Regions from separate parts of the Ovis aries genome. Here region 1 is linked to region 2. The links are chromatin contacts, called in public Hi-C maps. All regions are on one chromosome and are shown on one strand. The core of a region is the stretch at or near the end of the contact, and the rest is flanking DNA. Distances in the headings are between cores, read along the strand shown. Region 1 holds the start of CAMTA2 (calmodulin binding transcription activator 2). Region 2 has its middle 4.0 kb from the start of TRNAS-UGA.

Evidence for each region. A called contact is a pair of places that touch in the nucleus more often than the background predicts.
Region 1: a Hi-C map of mixed tissues shows a contact between it and region 2, with 1.6 times the contacts expected there. The contact joins the promoter of CAMTA2 here to the enhancer-like site in region 2. A contact is called at or near these places in 4 of 16 Hi-C or Micro-C datasets (mixed tissues, muscle, omental adipose tissue and 1 more).

The regions. Positions count from the first base shown.
Region 1 is chr11:26,295,225-26,298,063 of ARS-UI_Ramb_v3.0, forward strand. CAMTA2 (calmodulin binding transcription activator 2) reads left to right here and starts at 1,467. Exons shown (of 21, transcript XM_060395349.1): 1 at 1,467-1,526; 2 at 2,812-2,839. It overlaps INCA1 (inhibitor of CDK, cyclin A1 interacting protein 1), which reads left to right. Exons shown (of 7, transcript XM_042255586.2): 6 at 264-426; 7 at 636-1,029. The coding sequence ends at 782.
Region 2 is chr11:26,251,423-26,254,122 of ARS-UI_Ramb_v3.0, forward strand. No RefSeq gene overlaps it. Among named protein-coding and RNA genes, the nearest start is that of TRNAS-UGA, 4.0 kb to the right of the region's middle. Within about 2 kb of position 1,344, at least 3 of the 54 cell types and tissues checked have an H3K27ac peak or open chromatin away from gene starts, as enhancers often do.

The DNA.
Region 1 (2,839 bases), core at 217-2,716, 44 kb after region 2:
AGGAGTGGAACCCTGGTCACTGAAGACAGGAAAGCACTCCACAGAACTGGAGGATGGTGCAAAGCTAGAGGTCACCTCTGAGCCCCTGGATGGGAAACTACTTCAGTCTGAGGGGAGCAGAAGGTTGGAAGTGGAGAGTTGGAAGTCAAATGATAACACTTCCGGGTCCCAGCAGGAACTAGTTCAGGGCGGGAAGATGAAGAATGGAGAGACAGGAAGCCTGGCCTCCAGGCCCCTCTTTCCTAAGCCTTACCTCTCCTCAGACTGAAGAAGGCCCAGTGGGGCAGCTCTGGGGCAGCGTCTGGGCCTCTGCTGGTTGACAATGATGGCTGTGGCTTCCCTAGCACCACTGAACACCCTGATCGGGAAGAGGAGAGGGCAGACTATCCACAGGAGAACCACTTCCTCATTTCTGGCAGGGACCAGGTATGGATGGCTGAAGAGGACTTTGGTGGGTGGTGATGTGGACCCCTGGTCTTGCATGGGGAGTCAAGGGAAGCCAAGAGCCACATGGGATAGCTGGATGTGAGAGGAACAAAAGTAAAGTAGACCAGATCCTGAGACTTGGGGGTACCTGGGTTTGGGGCCTAGGAAATCTGAAGACCTACTGTTTGATTCTTTTTTTTTTCTTACAGCTGCTTTGGTCTCCCTGGAGTCCCCTGGGCCAAGAGGGGTCTTGTCTTTCCAGGCAGCTGGGCTCTATGGGCTCCTTCAGCGCTGTCACAGCCACTAGGAACCCCTTTTACCATCCCTGGTTGGTGGAACTGCAGTCTGAAGAGTAGGGAGAAACTGTCCAAACTCAAGACACTGGCCGTGCCTCAGGGGCCCAGGATTGGGAGCTGGAATCTCCAGTATTTCGGACATCAAGGCATTCCTCCTTTCCTTGGCCTCTCCCATCTTCCTCTCCCCGCCTCTGAACTAGGCACGAACAGCCCCGATGGCCTCCCCTCTCCACTCTCAGAGGAGCCCCCCGAGGCTCCCTGTCACTATTCTCTTCTTCGTTCTGTTATTAAAAAGCAAGCAAGTGGAGCCCAGAGTTGTCTTTCTCTCTGCGATGTAGTGATGGGGAGGCTTATGGGAAGGGAGGGCTCTTTTCAGCTTCGCGATGACCCCGCCAAAATGAAGTTGGGCTGGTACCCCCAAATTCAAGGAGTTGTACCCAAAAACTTAGTCCTGCCCGCTCCAGTGTTCCCCACCCGGCTCTCCGGGCCGAGGTCACGTCAGGCGGCGGAGCTTCCGCCTCCAGGACCCCGCATCCTGCCCCTCAGCGCGGCCGCCCCCTCTGGGACTTCCCGGCAGCCCGTCCCTCCGCCTGGCTCGGCCTTGGAAACCGAGTCCCTCCGGCCAGCGCCCCACCCAGGGCCAGACGTGTGCTGACCCCAGGTTCCCGTCCCGACCCCCATCCCCTTAATTGGGAAGCCCCGCCCCGTGCGCAGTGACGTCGGACGCCGCTGTCAGCCGGCGCTGGGGGGGGTCGGTGTGGGGTAGAATGGCCGCTGCCGCCGTCACCCGCGGGACCCCGGGAGGTAAGAGCCGGGGCCTCTCGCCCGCCTCTCCGCCCCCGCGCCAGGGGGCGCAGCTCCACCGCCCGGACTTGGCGCGCCACGCCGGGGACCACCGGCGCTCTCCCGGGTTTGCCCTCACTCCCCGCTTCCGTCCTCCTCCCCCGCGCCAGGGGGCGCCGCTCGGCGCAGGGCCCCACGGCGGACCTGCCGGGCCGGGCCGGACCGTCCCGGGGACCCCCCGCTCCCCAGCACCTGCCCTGCCCCTTGCCCGCCACGCGCCCGCGGACTCTGTTCCGCAGCTTCTCCAGGACATCTCTCCGTGAGGGCGGGAGGCGGAACCCTCCCACCTCAGAGCGTCTCCGCTGACCACCGCCCCTCCTGGGGGGTCCGCCCCCGAGCCCGCTCCGCACCCTGGCGGGCTGCCCATCCCGGACTGCGCACCTGCGCCCTAGGGCGGAGTCCTTACCCCAACCCAGGTTCCAGGGCTCACAGTCGTGCTCGGATGGGCCTCTTCCCCCTCTCCATTCCCAGACACCTGGTGGAGCCCGCGCTGAGAGCATCCTCCAGCTTCCATCTGTTCCCCCAGGAGGGTGGGGGCTCAGGCTGGAGCCAGAGTGGTAGATGGGGTAGGATAGGCCTGGAGGCCGAGGGAAGCTGAGGCTTTGGGGATAGAGGTACGGTGGGGTGGACAGGGCGGTCAGTCTCAGGGTGGAGGATGGGTTGACTTGGGGCTGGGTAGCTGGGTCCTGGGTGTCTAAACCAGGTTCTACTCAGGCCCAACCAATCTGGAGGAAAGGGTGGAGGTTAAGATCAGTTGTCAGATCTGCCCTTCCCCTTGGAAAAATCAAAGAGAAGGAACTCAGGGTGTGTCTTTTAAGGCCTAGCTCTCCACCCGGACTTAGAACTCCTGCCTTCCCCCCAACATCCAGGCTCTCATTTGTCAAACCATCCTTCAAGGACCGGACGCTCTGAGTCCTAGCCCCAGGGTCTGACCCCTCCGCAGCTCCAGCCTTTCGAGAGCCAGGGCTGTAAACGCCGCCCCCCGCCGGCCTTCTCCCCTCCCCCACCCCGCCGGTCTCTTCCTGATTATTCTGTTCTGTTGTGTCTCCCACTCGTGTTGGTTCCTGGCACGGTGTCTGGGTTCGCCCTCTCCTCCAACCCCTGGCTGTACTCTGACACCCCAGTCCAGCCCCTTCCTCTGGCTTCCTCAGATATCACGACCCGGTTGTGTACCAGGTCTCCCACCTCATTCTCATCCTTGATAGTGTGGGGGCTTCTGCCATGACCTTGTTCTCTCCCTTCCCAGCACAGACTCCCCCTCCCCCCGGCCCCTC
Region 2 (2,700 bases), core at 94-2,593:
CATTAAAACATCTATTAGAGGAACCTTCCCTGGTGGTCCAGAGGCTGACTCCATGTTCCTAATGCAGGGGGCCTGAGTTCAATCCCTGGTCAGGGAACTAGATCCTACAAGATGCAACTAAGACCTGGAGCAGCCAAATAAATAAATATTGAATTAAGAAAAAACAAGCACCTATTAAGAATACCCAAAATCCAGAACACTGACAACACCAAATGCTGGCAGGAATGTGGAGCAAAAGGAACTCTCATTCATTGCTGATAGGAATGCAAAATGGTACAGCCACTTTGAAAGACAGCTGGCAGTGTCTTACAAAACTAACCCTACCCTTACCATACGATCTATCAATCACATTCTCAGTACCTACCCAAAGGAGTTGAAAACTTACATCCATGCAAAAACCTGCAGGTAGATGCTGAAAATAATTTTATCCAATTACTAAAACTTGGAAGCAACCAAGGTGTGCTTGAGTAGATGAATGGATTAACGGTGGCTCATCTGGAAAATGGAGTATTATTTATTGTCAGAAAGAAATGAGCTATCAAGGCATGAAAAGACAATAAGAATACTGAAATACATATTATTTAGTGAAAGAAGTCAACTTGAAATATCACATACAATATGATTCCAACTCTATGACACACTGGAAAAGGCAAAACTATGGAGGCAATAAAAAGATCAGCCAGGGGTTGGGAGGAAAGTGGGAAGAACAGGAAGAGCACAGAGGACTTTTCTGGGCAGAGAATGTGGCTGATCCACACTGACTCCATACTGTCAGTTCCATCTTAGGCCTGCAGTTCTCCCCTCTTGTTACTGAACTTAAGCCCTTCACAAAGAATGTGCCCAAGCCAGGGAAGTTCTCTGTCAACTTTTACCCTTACCTTCATCTGATATGAAAACTGAAAGAATGCCTTTTGCTGATGCAGATTATGATACCCCCCGAGGCTAGGAAAAAACCAAGGTTCCAGTCTGTGCAGCCCTGCTTCTCACATGGTAGTTAGATTCTCTCTCTTTTTTTTTTTTTCCAGATTCTGTTTTTAGCTTTGGCCCCTTTACAGCCCCCTGTACCTTCTGGATTGTCCAGCTGCTTATATGTAAATTCCCCACAAGAAACTTTGTAATTGTAGTTTAGGAAGTAGCCCCTTCATTTTTCTATCTCAAAGTTCCTTCTCAGTTCAGAGGATATTATTCAATACCTTCCTTTTCCTGGATCAGCTTTATATGACACCATGGTGGATACATGTCATCATACACTTGTCCAAACACACAGAATATACAACACCAAGAGTGAACCTTAATGTAAACTATGGACTTTGGATGCTGAAGATGTGTCAGCGTAGGTTCACCAGTTGTAACAGATGTACCAAGCTGACTGGGGGCAGGGGCAGGGGGAGTGCTGATAATGTGAGGGGCTGAGCATACCACCAAACGCGATCCCTAATGTAAACTATGGACTTTGGACGATGTTGGTGATGTGTTAATATAGGTTCATCAATTGTTAACAAATGTACCAAGCTGACCAGGGTGTGGGGATGTTGATAATGTGGGAGGCTGTACATGTGTGGAGACAAGAGATCTATTGGAAATCTCTGCATCATCTTCTCAATTTTGCTGTGAACCTACAACTGCTCTAAAAAGCAGGGGTGAGAGGAAGGCTCAAGAAGGAGGGGCTACATATATATACATATATATATATATAGAAAGAGAGAGAGAGAGCTATGATGATTCACAATGTTGTACAGCAGAAACCAACACAACACTGTAAAGCAATTATCTTCCAATTAAAAATTTTAAAATATAAAAAATGCTCCAAAATTTTTAAAGTTATGATTTTTCCCATAATTCCCTTATTCTCTTTATTTTTCTCCATAGAATCTGTCACCATCTGACATACTATGTATTTCACTTACTTGCTTTGTTTATTGTTTTTTCCTTTCATGAGAATGTTCACTGAGGGGAAGGATTTTTTTTTTCTTACTGCCAAGTATTAGTATTCAGAACCTAGGAAAGCGCCTGGCACAGAACAAGTGTTGCATAAATAATTGTAGACTGAAAGTGCAGTTAGGACATACCTAATATACTTCCTCTTCATCTTCTGTAGATCTTATCTCTACCTCGAAACGTAGACCCACAAATCCAGGCAAAATGCTCCCCAGGTAATTGTGGGGGTCCCCAAAGGAGGTCTTATGTGTACCAATGAGCAAGACTGGTGAGTTACAGACTGACATTTCATGCACTTCTCCTGCTCAGGACTCCTACTGTGTATCAGCTTGTCTTGGCTCCTAGGAAAAAAACACAGGGTCAGCTATTATTCCTGTGTTAAATGCCCCAAACCTTTGAAAGCTGTATAAAAACTGCTGCAGAGTTATAAAATATTAATGCTACAAGAGATCTTTAAAATCAACTACTCCTGGGACTTTCCTGATGGTTCAGTGGATAAGAATCCACCTCCCAATGCAGGAGACATGAGTCCGATCTCTGGTGCAGGAAGAGTCCACATGTCAAGAAGCAACTAGGCCCATGCAACAAGACTACTGAGCCAGCACTCTACAGCCCTTGAGCTGCTACTGAAACTCCTGCACCTCGAGCTTGTGCTCCACAACCAGAAGCCACTCCAGTGAGCAGCCTGTGCACCACAATGAAGAGCAGCCCCTGCTTATCACAACTAGAAAAAGCCTGTGTGCAGCAACAAAGACCCTGTGT